2 separate regions of the Xenopus laevis genome follow, and region 2 is linked to region 1. A link is a contact called in public Hi-C data. All regions are on one chromosome and are shown on one strand. The core of a region is the stretch at or near the end of the contact, and the rest is flanking DNA. Distances in the headings are between cores, read along the strand shown. Region 1 holds the start of tent5a.S (terminal nucleotidyltransferase 5A). Region 2 overlaps bckdhb.S (branched chain keto acid dehydrogenase E1, beta polypeptide S homeolog).

Region 1 (6,857 bases), core at 2,148-4,647:
ATACGGTATATAGGCTCTCCTCTAGGCTATACACCTTTAAGAAATCTTTGGTCCTCTTTGCTGCCACTAAACTCTTGCACATTCATATCTATAAAGTATGAATGATGCATTCACCATTTTGTTTTATCATATTTGCAACTGTATCGTTCTCCTTGGAAAGGGGTATTTCTTTCAACCAAGCTGTGTTTCTTTGACTTTAAGAGGGTACTTGCTTCAAATCCAAAAATAATCCTTCGTTTGGAATATTTACTTCATTACACAAAGTCCATGAAACTTTTTGAATTCAAATATTAACTGAGCTGGACTGCCAGCCTGTACTTTTGTTTACTGTTGATCCCTTATACATTAAGGGTGGTGATCACTAATGTAATAGGCTGCTTGTGCTCTTGAGCTTAACCCAATTACAATAGTCTAGCTTAGGCCTTGCACCCATGTAACCACATGAACCACAAGCTTCACAAAGATTCATACCTAGAGCAGATCATGACTGCACAAAATCGCACCACACTGTAATAATTGGGTTCCCCCTTTTTGTAAGTGTAAGAAACATTTTCCTCCTAATAACTGTTTACTCAATCTTAATTACAAGGTAACCAAGTGGAGTATGTATGTTGTTGGCATGTGAAAACAGGTTGAACTTGGGCAATATAGTAATTGCTGAAGTTAGCATCAGCTACATATGGTGCTGGTTGATAGTAGCAAGTTACATTAGCCACATTAGGGATAATGTTTTGTTCAGCCAAGACACGAATTGCTAGCATGGTGATAAGACTCAAAGTCTGCCTTCTTTCATGGCCCATCAAGCAAACTGTGCTTTCATTGACTACACCATGAAGAGTCATGAGATAGTCATACTTGCGGTCTTCTAATCCCACAAAGTGGTTCTGCAAGTAAGACTCCAGCTTTCTTTGCTGCTCACCAATGTCTGAAAAGTCAATGAAAAATCTAGAACACATGTACCTCTGCAGGGACTTCATCTCTGTTTCTGAAGCTGCCCTGAAGCCCCTTACTAAAAGGTTACAATATTTGAGAAGGCCACCTCCACGGATCTCCTCAGGATTCCTGGTGGCAATAACCTTGTTACAAAGGTGATCAAAGGCCTCCTGGAAGTCCCCATAAACACTCTCCCCAATAATGGTTGGGTGGAAAGTTTCAGTCATTGGGTTCTGAGAACACTCATAAAACAGCAAAAGAGAATCCAGTTTAATCTGAAAGGAATCAACGCTGAATTCAAATTGCCTCCGCAAAGAATCCACAAACTTGAGTTCCACATTTTTGCCATGGTTGTTGGATAAGGAGATAAGACTCCATCGATCGGAGTCATTGCAGACTTTTACCATTTTCTGCACGTATGCCTCCTGCAATGTGAAATATAAGACAAAACCATCACAAAAGTGAAGTGAGAACCAGACAGACAAACAATCCTTGTTTCTTAACATGAACTGCAAACCACTGGAAGGAAAAAAAAAACTGTGGTAAACAAAGCCACAGCACTGCACTGTGAAACATTTATACCCTTAAAGCAGAAACAAAAGGATTTAAGAAGACAAAACTATTTATATGTATTCCTGTAGGTCTACTTAAATGACACTTGTTAAACTATTTGAGTGTCAAAAATGTTCTTAATATGTATATCCTCACTCACTATCACTGCAGGTTAAAGAATATAAATTACCCAAAACCCTCTGAACTTGGGTGCTATGGAAGTTGATTTGGATCTTCCTGGCACGGAGAGGGTAAAATTAATTTTCTATAGTCTGTAGTAGAGCTTTAGTTAGGTGCTACGCCACAGGGCCCTCTGGCTGCACGCACATTAATTAAAGTGCACAGCAGGAGTGCAGAAAAGCTATGGCAAATGAACATTTTTTTCTCAGTCACAATTTCACTAATGGAAAAAGTCTCTTCCGCTTCTATAAGCAATATTCTACCCTGATAAAATATGGCGTCTGGATATATATATATCTGTAGCTCTCCATCTGTTGGTAAAATGCAAGAATCCTCCTTGGAGTTGTATACCAGACACAGTAAGCATACAGCAATTTAGACATGAATGGGCAGGTATAGGGCACATTCCCCCGGGGCCTCTTTTACAGCTAAAAGGGGGGGGTTCACCTTTAAGATGGCTTACAGTATGTTATAGAATGACCTAAACAACTTGTCAATTGGTCTTTATTATTTATTTTTTATAGGTTTTAAACGATTAACTTTTTTCTTCTGATTCTTCCCAACTTTAAATGGGGGTCAGTGACCCCATCTAAAAATGAAATGCTCTGCAAGGCTACAAATGCATTATTGCTACTTTTTATTACATGCCCTTCTATTCAGGCCCTCTCCTATTCATATTCTAGTGTCATAGTCAAATCAGTGCATGGTTGCTAGTGTAATTTGGACCCTAGCAACCAGATTGCTGGATTGGAGCCAATGCTTGGCTGTTTAAGTGTACTGTGATTGCTAGCAGTCCTTCTATGCTTTCTGTGACATCTGAGAGCTCGGTTTCACTAAAGTCAGTGGTAAAGGATTAATTGTGTCTCAGAAGAGGCGGCAGTGTGGCAGCTCCAACGAATATAATAATAATGTTAATAATAAATGGGAGTATAGTAAATGCCATTTCGAAACTGAGGACATTTCCCTTTAAAATACACCCCCCCCCCCACATACACACACACACACACTCTGCACAGAATACTTTTTGTACCTTTAGGGTGAGGGGCGAGATCTTTTCCTTGTTAACCCCTTCAGGTAAGAAGTCCAGCAAGCAGTCCAGCACTACATCCTTGACAGTGTGGAACTCGGCCTCCCCTGTGAGGTCGGTGCAGAAGATGAGGTCCAGGTCCTTATAGCCCAAGCCGCTGTCCTCGTGCAGAATGTGACTGGCCGCCGAGCCGTTCAGCCGAACATCCCTGACTCGTATCCCCTTGTCCTCCAGGCGGCTCCGCACCACCTTCACGATCTGACTGGGCTTCATCTCCAGGGTCGGGAAGTTGCCGCGGCCGTGGATGGGAATAGTTTCGGTAAGGATAGCGTCCAGCCGCTGCACTTGCTCCCAGCTCAGAACATTACAGTTGGCGCTATCGCAGTTGCCCGTGCTTATCCCGCTCTGGTCGGAGAGCTCTTCGTCTGCCATGGTTCCCTACACCTTTGCCAAATCGCAGCAGAGGGGCAGCTTATGGCCAGTTAGTCTCTCTAAGCCCGGGAAAGCACTAATGCGCAGTCTACAAACAGCTCCTAAAGCCCCACTAATTTGCTGCGCAATGGCTTTCCTCGGTGCTACTTCCTACTCCCAGTGCCATGTACTCAATGCTCCTTCCGCAGCTCCGCTCTACAACACTAATTCTGCCTGCGATTTTTTTCCTCTCTCTACTTTATATACACGGGCTCTATGTCTGCGAGTGTCACCCGGCCCCGCCCCCTCATACACGTCCCGCCCCTCAGCGGAGCTATGTGCCCGAGCTGTTCTCCCCTAATGCAGACTGGGTAATCCAGCCAACCCTGCTTTTGAGGTACTGAAACCCGCATGGGACTGTGGGACATATGGTCAAAGCTGCCATGGAACAATGTAGCTTTCGGTCTTCCAGTCGAAAAGACTTTAGGTATTGGCGTTAGAAATATATAGCGAAGGCATAGCCCACTCCTTGGTGTATGATGGGGGTCCAAACTTTTCATTGAATTTACTGAGGTGCCACTTGGGTACTTCCAACTCAACGTCTGGGCTGCCGCTGGGCCGGAAGGCTGTTGGTATTATACTTTATATAAGCCTTGGAACACTGTGTCATCTTCCTCCCCCAACATAAGTGCAGCCTCCAGTCTCCCACTCATTCAGAAAAACAGGGATGACCCCCCCAGACCCCCCCACCCCTGAGCTGTTAGTTGGACCCAGGGCTTCCCCCATGTCACATAATAATCAGACAGAAGTTCAGGTAGAGACGCCTGCAAGCTTCCAGAGCTCTCGGGGATATGCCACTAAAATGTGATTGGCAACCGGCGCCGTCCAATCAGAATGCGATTACGCAAATGTGACTCAAGCTGTGACACACTAGAGCGATCCATGACACTAGAGCGATCCATGAGGGATGAGGGTGGGTGTCGGAGTCAGTCGCTTTTTTCGTGAACTCTGCGGCGCGTAGACAATAGCAGGGAGAAGCTGTTTTATTAGAACTATAAACACGGAGGAGGATTTTAACCTGTTTAATGTGCTTCTAAATTCAGTATATATATATTGCAGGGATTTCTGACCTGCGTCTCAGTGAAAGCCGGATGCTGGCAGGTGTTGATATAGGTATAGTTCAGCAACAGCTGCTGCACTCTGGACAGACATGATTTATGCAACATACACCCCAGATTTCCTTCCGTACCAGGGACCCCTTTGCTATAACTCTGGCCAGGGCTGATGAACAGTGGGAAGTGTCATGTTTCCATTGACCTGCGATTTAAAGGAAGAACAGGTTGTCTGTATATGTTTTGCATAGGGCTACTGTTTGCCACCTGGCCGGTATTTTACGGGCCTGGCCTGTAAAAATGATGGTTGATCTCAATGTTATTAATAGAGGAAAAAAGATAAATATATAATTATATTTTTTCCAGAAAAGGTGGCAACCCTAATGCTTACAGAAATTCATATTCTGCCAAATACTAGGCAGATTTACAGGCAGGCAAAACAGCATGTGCATGACTTCTGGCACTTTGTTAAAGTTCAACGCTTTGCTTGCGTAGAAAGCTGCTGTTTTATCTTTTTAATCTCCGGAAAGGGAATAGATAATGAATTATGGATGATCATTTGCAATCCCGCTCTCACACGGTTCTGACAGAGCCAAGCAATAGCATGAAATGTATCTGGCTCCTCGCCCTGGGGCGCATTGAGTTCAGCGGCGAGACAAGAGTGCCCCCTATCAACCGTTTCATGTAAAACAGCCAGATGGAAGGGTGGGTTTCCAGCACAGACCCTCTTCTGTGTTCATTTCGGATGTTGTACCTTTCAGGAGTTAAATGAAATTGAGGAAGAGATATTCTAAGAAATTTATAAATGAGCTATTCCTCTCCTTTCACAGATGTTACAGTAGAAAAGCAGCTCAAGTAGGCATTTAGGTCTATATTTGTTTTTGAAAGAAAGAGGCACACATGCAGTCTTGGTGTCTGAGCAGCTCCGGGACTATCCAATTCCCCCACTGCAATTAAATACAGAAAAGATCAGACAGGATAAAAAAAGACAGGCTGGATCCTTCACTAAGCATTTCACAAGCCTTGTCTGCATTTACCTAAGCCATGCCTACTCGCAGTACAAACAAGGTATTAAGATGATATTGTGTACATTGGGTGTTGAATTAGGATTTTCACAGTGTAACAGATACAACAACAATTTGCTGACAACAACATGAAAAAAGAAAAATATTAGTATTGATATTGTGACTTTTGAGAATTTTGATACAAAAAATATGGTTTACTTTAAAGCAAAGTAATGTAGTCTGTAATGCTGCATTTAAGGGGAAATATACCATATTTGTGAGCCTTTATGTTCTGTTTTTTTTTTCTATTGCCTAGGCAGTGATGCATAGGTTATCCTTATTCATTCCATAGTTTGAGTACCAATGGGTACTGAATATAGGTAGTTATACAGTATGGGGCTCAAATAAAGCAATAGTCTATGGCAATATTAATGTGCATGCCTATGATTAAGTGTCTTAGGGACACGAAACGAATAAGGCTCAAGATGATTGTTTAGATAAAGATTTATTCTACTTTTTAAATTATGTTTTTTGGTCTGATCCATATGTGGCTTTCTAGAGTGCCCTAAGCCTTTTTCACATTCCATATGGATTGTCCACTCCCCTGAGCTGAGGGTCCGGGGCAGGAGCACCTGGGCCATGACTCTACCTTTGTGAGTTCTCCTACTATTAGTGGATGTTGTTATGCTTAAAATACATGTTGAGAATATTAATGTGGCACCTACATCAGATTTATAACACGTGCATGTACAGTGTATCATAATAACTTCTTTTGATATTTGTACTTTAGGGGGGTTATTTGCTAAAGTCCGAATTTTTCTGGTCGGAGTTTTAAAAGGGAAAACACCATTTTTTTGTAGGTAAAAAAACTTGAATTGTTCATTGTTTTATTAAACCCTGAGGCTGCTAAAAATCTAAATAAAAAATACTCCATCTCAAACCTGCCAAGTTCATGTAGAAGTCAATGGCAGATGTCCCTTTTACAACTGGAAGATATCCTGATCTGAGCTGAGTTTCATACTATAATCCCCCTCAGCAGTGTTGGACTGGGACACCAGGGGCCCACCCAAAAACCTTAGACCAGGGGCCCATCAAAAAACCTTAGCCCAGGGCCCACTCTCAGTACTATTATTCTTCATCTCCTCACTCAACCTCTATTCCCCTAGTCTCTTTTCTTTACATACTATAATCAATTATTCCATCTATTTAACCTCTTTTTCTCATAGAAATAAGGAATAACCATGAAATAGGCTAAATGTTTAGCAGCATGAGGGCCCACTGACACCTGGGCCCACCGGGACTTTTCCTGGTCTCCCGGTGGGCCAGTCCATCACTGCCCCTCAGGGCCGGGCCAAGCCTACCAGGCAACCCTAGGCAACCCGGCCGGCCAGCCCGCTACATTGTACCATATATTTGAGTCAGTACTCCGGGATTTCTCTGGAGTCACCCAGATTTGTCTGACCCATTCTTCAGCAGTAACAACACAATCTTCCGAATTCTTTAATGGTCACTCAAATTAATGTTAATGTCACCAATCAAAAAGCCCTATTAACCCATTTTCTTCAGTTACCATCAGTGTTTGGCACAGCTAGAAGCATGGTTGGATTGTAAGTGAGGTCAAAAGTGTTCCTGGAAAAA
Region 2 (6,857 bases), core at 1,535-4,034, 460 kb before region 1:
CTTACCAATGCAGGTCCTGAGTTCCCTTTGCTAAGTGAAAGGGTACCAGGCAATACCTCTCATGGCAGTGCCTCCACCTAATGGGATCCGGGAATACACCTGCAGGTGGCCCCATTAGGAAAACATTCAAACACATAATGTACTGTGTAACAAATAACTTTATGTAAGAGAAAGTAAAATACATTTACATATTAATTTACCCACTACCCTGGGAATGCATGCAGTTCAAATCCTGGCCTTCCGTACCAGGCAAAGTCCTGCAACTCCTTTGGCAGACAAAGAGTCTTAGTCCCTTTTCCCCAAAAGAATATCATAGTCCTCAGGTAGCGCTACCTGTCCCAAATACCTTTCTCAATGGACAAGATATTGGCTCCCATGTGGCAGGCACACAAAATACCTGTGTCACAAACGGAAGACATGCTGAGACCTCTGTTTTTCTACCCTTCCTTGGGCCCAACTCACCCTGGGGATTCACTCAGATTGGTAGGCTCATCCAGAGCTGGAGCAGGCATCCACAGCGATATAAAAAACCATTTAGTGAAGCACATGCAGCTTGCTGTATCCTTCAGACATAGCTCCCAGCACTCTCCATAGCGCAAGCCCACAAAAAGGCATCCAAGCTCTAAACCCGCATGGTTGAGCTACCAGGCATTGGAGTACCCTGCCTCAGGTTCGGCAGGCCTATCGAACTGCACTTTAGCCTACATCTTGCCAGCACAAAATCACTCTCTCCTCAGTAAGTTGGAATCAGCAATAATGGCTGTGTGAGCACATGGCTCTCCTATTTATAGAAAAATGGTGCAGCAGCGACACCTAGTGACACCCTCTGGTGTCTGCCATGCTGCACCAGCACAAGGGCTCCTGCCAAAACTCTGAGACCCTGTAGCTACACAAGAAGGGGAATTCCATCATGTGCTTAAGAATTTCAGAGGGGAATTAACCCTCTGTATCCCTACATAAACATGAGAAAAAAATTGCATAAAATAATCAGAGCTGGATTTACATAGCAAGCACCCCGTCCCCTCTTTTTTTTTTTTTTTTTTTCTATCAAATTTTCATCATCCTTACCAGAAAAATGGGGATTGGTGTACAGGAGATTTTAAAAACTATCGTATCTCCTGCACCTTCTCAGTGTTTCTGAACCAATGTGGGTGTGGTTGGACAGCATGCCGTCCCCTAAAAATCCTGCTGCCCTAGGCCCGGGCCTTGGTGGCCTCTCCACAAATCCGGATAATGATCCCTTAACCTCCCCTTTTTTTTTTTTTTTTTTTCATGTCAGCTGTATGTTTTTATGTATATACTATTATGAAGTACAATGCTGCAGTTGGAGCTTTATAGATGCTTAATTATAGTAAGGTATTTCTACATAGTACAATGCTGCAGTTGGAGCTTTATAGATGCTTAATTATAGTAAGGTCTACATAGTACTGACTAATAACCAGCTGCAGGCTGCTTGCAAGACAGAATGGTGTTAGCTGTATAATATTTTCATATGTCCTTTTTAGTTTATAGACTACTAAATTCAGGTTAAGGTGATCTGGTATTAGCAGTCTTAAATTAATACTGTCCAAAAATAGAACATTAATGTTGCAAATGTGCTCAGAGGACCACCCTGAATAAGTTAAATCCATGATTTCTTGGATACAGACCCCCCCCCCCGTTTTAAACCATATGTTTACAAATAAGATATCAAATCCTGATCATCTTTTTAAATTAGCTGTGTCTTCCAAAGATCTGTTTTTTTTATGTTTGTTTACAGTTACGGCAGTGCACAGATATGCATGAGCTCATTTAACAAGTAACTGCGTTATAGTCCTAAAACTGTTTGCCAGTCCCAATAGCTTATTTTGTTTTTATAACTCTTTATTTATGGTATTTATAAGTATATAACAACAAATTAATAGAATCATAAAAGGTAAATAAAGAAGTAAATGAAAAGTACATAAAATATATACAAAATAAAATCAAATTTAAATCAATGCGTAGTTCGATCAGTTACATTATGAATGTTATCATTCCTATGGCAGATTAGTAAGACATTTTTACCACAATGACCAGATAGATGTATGGAGATCGAGTTTGTCCTCCAAGAGGGCTGATAAATAGTGTATGGGCTGGATAAATTTGTCTATTGATAACAAGTATGATAGGAAGGGAGGGAGCCAACCAATGTAGGGCTATGACCCAGTGTGTGGCTGCTAGTATTTGGGATACTAGTTTGTGTTGATGTAGGGCAGGGACAGCAGTGCTGACTCCATGGTTTGTTCAATAGTTAACCCTATTATCTGAGAATAGATATTTCTTGAATGTTTTCTTGATCCAATCTGCTGTTCACATAAATTCATAGTTACACTGGAAACATGACCCACAATTTAATATTTGCCTGTACCATTTGATTTCTTCAGTTTAGCTTTAAAGTTAATTATTGTGAAAATTGTAATTTAATTTAAACTTCATATAACTCCTACAAGAAACTTTCTAAATAAATAAAATTCTTTACTGTGCTGGCATGAATGGTAAAAGGTGAATAAAAACTAGTCTGTCTCTCTTTATGCAATGATATGTAATTGGTGGGTGTTCCTTTTGCCACTCTAAACAATTTATTAAGTCAGAGGCATATTGGTAAATGTTTTCTCCACATATGTGGAAATACAAGCGTAGAAAAGGCCAGTTGGTGTGTCTGTCTTACAATGGGTCGTGTACCCGCGGAATACCTGCAAAGTGGTCGTGTTTCAGTCAAAAAGTCCCCTCTTCCCTGGCTGTGCGAGCACTCCGCGGGTAACCCAACTGGGTGCCCAGCAAAAGTGCTGCCTTGATCCCTCACCTGTGGTTCCAGCAGCTTTATTCCACTTTTGTGAAGTTTTGGCACCGGAGTGCCACTACTTCTGGTACAATGCAGTATGGGTCTGATATAGGGCTAAGAAAATTAACTCGCACAAGCATCTCGTCTGTGCACTGCTATTTCTTTACAAGCATAAAAAAAATTCCTGGTGTGCCACTGGTGATAGTGCTGTTTATCAATAAATATGCATTTAGGGCTCTTACTGATTGGTTGGCTCCCCTGCGCTCCCTCTTTATCTGTTAAACCGAAGGGGAGCACAGATAGAGACGCAGGCAATTCCTCTTTATCGGCCTGTCCTTATAATGACGCATGTAAGCACTAAACACAGGTGGAATGCTAATCTGTAAGAGCCCTAAGAGAGACCGATAGTTAGGAGGGGAATAGTGAAGTGTAACTTGATGATTTTATAAACTGTACAGAATGTTTAAATCCGTCTGGCAAGTTTTATTTTCAAAGCTTCAGTTTAATTTTTTATTTTCAATTTCCATTTTTGCAATATGTAGCTAAAGAAATAACCAAAGCCACATTTTCTGTGATTACAACATTAGGCAAGGGTCACAGATGGAGTAGCTTCAATTTCCAAGTTAAACTATTGAGTAAAATTAGATCATTAATTTGGGTACTTCCCAATATTAATGTTTTGAATAAATAAGATTTACCACAATCCATCAGTTTCCATTACAGTGGAACATCTGAGGTGGTAGTACTCTTCGTTTGGATCTAGGTGCGGCTGCTTCGATATTGCTCTCACACTTGGGCTCCCATGGTTTATGCAGTATTCGCAGAATCTATGATAGCAGACTATGATAATTAATAAAACAGACTTTCAAGGATGTTTATTCCATGTAGGCTTTGTACTCAAATGGGTAAAAATATCATTAAGCAGTAGTCGATCTTTAATAATTTTGTTTCATAGTCTGTTTTGTGCTGAGAGCCCGAAACTAAAATGTGCTCTAGACTTAACTCTGGAAAGTCTTAATTTGGAATGTATGCATTGTTTGTCTGCCTTTTAAGAATATTAAAATTGGCATACAAATGTTTTTATGCTGGTTAAAGGATTTTACATTTATACATGTACATGAGAAATAAACTTACAAGAACATTTTGTCCCTAATGCAACAATGTATTAAATCTGTGTTCAGATGAAATTCTTCTGAAACTTAATTGTATTTCACTGTTATAATTTTTATTATCGCCAGGTGGCAGTCATACCCAAAATATTGCCTCAGACAAGGAAAAACCGAAAGTTGAAAGATGTGTAAACGATCAAGCATATTCCCCATTCTAAAGTTACTTACTAACAATGCATAGAACTATTGTATTAATTGCCTTGTGCTTCTCTAGAGGCATTTAAAGACAGATTTCTCAGTGTGGGTTTACCTACCTATTTAGATGTATCTATATTTCATTTTTTTTTCCATTATCACTTTATTCATCTTCCTGTGCATAATATTTAGAAGGAAATACTACAGCTATGGGACAAGGTTTTCTGGATAATGGATCTTTCTGTAATTTGGATCTTTAGTAGAAAATCATGTAAACATTAAATTAACCAAATGGGCTTATTTTTTTTTTTTAATTCCAATAAGGATGATACTTTTGATCAAGAACAAGGTACTGTTTTGTTTTTTTGTTTTTTTCCCTGAATTTTAATTATTTGATAAAATGGAGTCTGGAAGAGGAGGTTTAAAGGTAAAATAGCCCACATCTGTACTATTTTTCTATTTGCATTGCAACTTGGACAACAGACAAGATTTATTCACATATTTTAGATACATATCAGGTTTTTATTGTGCACCTACAATCTGTTATCACAGGGAAAGAAATGGTGTAGTATTCTCTGTATTAGTAACTATTGGTTTTAAGTCGATGTTTGTTTTATGCCAGAACTCTACTACCAAAATTTATACCAAGTTAGATTAAAACTCTGTATTACATAGTAATGCCTGGCAATTAGACCGCAATGTGCAAATGTAATGTATTACTTTATTATTATTAGTGTGTGTGTGTGTGTGTAGATAGAGAGATATAGTGTACAGTATGTGAGACCTTGCTATACCATATATTTTCCGATCTGACATCTAAAACAGGTATTTACATCTTTCTACTTCTATCTTACCAAACTGCGAATCTATGCTAAACATAACGGTTTTTATGAAATTTCTGAAAATCGTCAAAGCTTGCATTTTACGCCATTATATACCTCACATTTCGTAACGACCAGCAAAGGGCATCCTAAATATGAACGACGGGGGTCTACTAAACAGGTTGATGCCCAATATGCATATATTTACCAAACTATGTCGCACACAGAGACCCCCAAATAGATACATAACAGACAAAATTTCCATGGGCAAAATGAAGTAACAAAGAACAGAGCGAAATGGTATGAAATCACTAAAATAAAACCACAAAAATTATTGCTTTTCTTTTTTTCGCCTAGTGTAATCAGCAGTCACAATCAAAGTTTGAATATTTTAGAAATAAGCAAACACCTGTGCAATGCTGAAAATGCAATAAAATTGCTAAACATGCAATGCATTGGCTAAAAAATGCACCAAAATCATGCAAAACAACACCTGATGCAGTAAGAAAAATAAAACAAAGCTATAAAATTGTGTAAGTATGTATACACTAGGCAAATTGTATGTTGTGTGAAACCATCCTGATCCCCCCCCCCCCAAAAAAAAAAAAATGTCTCTGTGTTACACTAACTCGGCGTGTGCAGGCTGCAGATTTTGTCCATGAAGATTGGAGGAGCTGGAGGGAGTCGCCAGATCGCTGATCCGGGTCGGGGGGCATCGATGGAAGAAGTAGGTGAGGAGTCGTGCAGGCAGCAGCACACGTGGCTGCTCGTCTTTCTGGGGTCCTTGGTTGATCGCGCCCACTTTCCAACCTGCTCTGCTCGCTGCCTAGGGGCTTCTGAGCAGGGGGGGGGGAGACCGAGTACAAATCTCTACAAATCTTTTCTAAGCTATAAACTTTTATTCAGCAAGCTATTTTCTCTGCAGGTTAGGAGGCCCCAGCAATTGCAGTTGCTAGAGCTGAAACAATTTATCAACATAAGCAGGTTAATTGAAATTGACAGCACTACACAGCCTTCCTCTATTGATGACGCAGATGGTTTCATGTATCCTGGCCTCGTGTATTCACCTGTAGTCAAGAGATAGCTTGAAGACTGTGTACATGCCGGATTTCAGCTGTTCTTTTGCCGCAGGCATGAAGGCTCTCTACTGCAGAAGCTTAAATTGTGTTTAGCATGTAATTGAAACAGTATTAAAATTCTGGGAGCTTTAGACCTCTCTTGTTGTGTTTTTTATGTATAAAGGGGGAAGAATATTCCACTAAATTTAGAATTTTTTTTAAATTTGTTTTTATCATTATTGTGTTCTGCTGAGTATTGATTGATCCCCTCCCGTGTGCCCCTGCCCTAAAGCATACATTCTAGTTACAAACTTTTAAAGATGTATATAGGAAGTGAGGTCACACGAATAAGGTGTCAATTACCATAGAAAGGTGTAGAAATATGAAGTCATCACGAAAATGACAGTCCCATACACGTATCCGTGCAATTCAAAAGAATATTTCCATAGTTTCAAAACATTTTCTTTTGCAAAAGTCCAAAAATTCACATAATAGAACTGCCCACTCCTTGGGCCTACCATGAAAAGGCTTGATAATCATGTATTAGCTAAAGAGGTATTCTTGCATTAGCCCTACAAATTAGTATATTGCATCTACCTTGGGCACAGAGATCTTTATATGAAAAGGAAACCATTTGAGCATAAGTTTCAAATCAATAGGCAACTTTGTCATTTAAGATGGGGTGCTGTCTTAACCAACGGAATTTATATTCTAAGTCACAACAGTATTTTGAAACCTCTAAACTATACCATTGGTGATACACTATGGTACTTTTACCTTGTGCGCTCTCTTTTTCTTTTTAAGATATCATGACTACTTATTTGAAGGAAAATTTTACATTATTTTTATATTAGATGATTTTTAAAGTATG

Evidence for each region. Hi-C and Micro-C count contacts between places; a contact is called where the count stands out from the background.
Region 2: a contact with region 1 is called in a Hi-C map of the XL177 cell line, with 5 times the contacts expected there. The contact joins the enhancer-like site here to the promoter of tent5a.S in region 1. A contact is called at or near these places in 2 of 4 Hi-C or Micro-C datasets (the XL177 cell line and the XTC cell line).

What each region holds. Positions count from the first base shown.
Region 1 is chr5S:76,032,707-76,039,563 of Xenopus_laevis_v10.1, reverse strand. It overlaps tent5a.S (terminal nucleotidyltransferase 5A), which reads right to left and starts at 3,397. Exons shown (of 2, transcript XM_018265472.2): 1 at 2,696-3,397; 2 at 1-1,358. The coding sequence starts at 3,124. The coding sequence ends at 579. LOC121394251 (a long non-coding RNA gene) reads left to right here and starts at 2,917. Exons shown (of 3, transcript XR_005961586.1): 1 at 2,917-3,011.
Region 2 is chr5S:76,493,923-76,500,779 of Xenopus_laevis_v10.1, reverse strand. The region is part of intron 3 of bckdhb.S (branched chain keto acid dehydrogenase E1, beta polypeptide S homeolog); the gene reads left to right. Among protein-coding and RNA genes, the nearest start is that of bckdhb.S, 11 kb to the left of the region's middle. Within about 2 kb of position 2,784, at least 1 of the 7 cell types and tissues checked has an H3K27ac peak or open chromatin away from gene starts, as enhancers often do.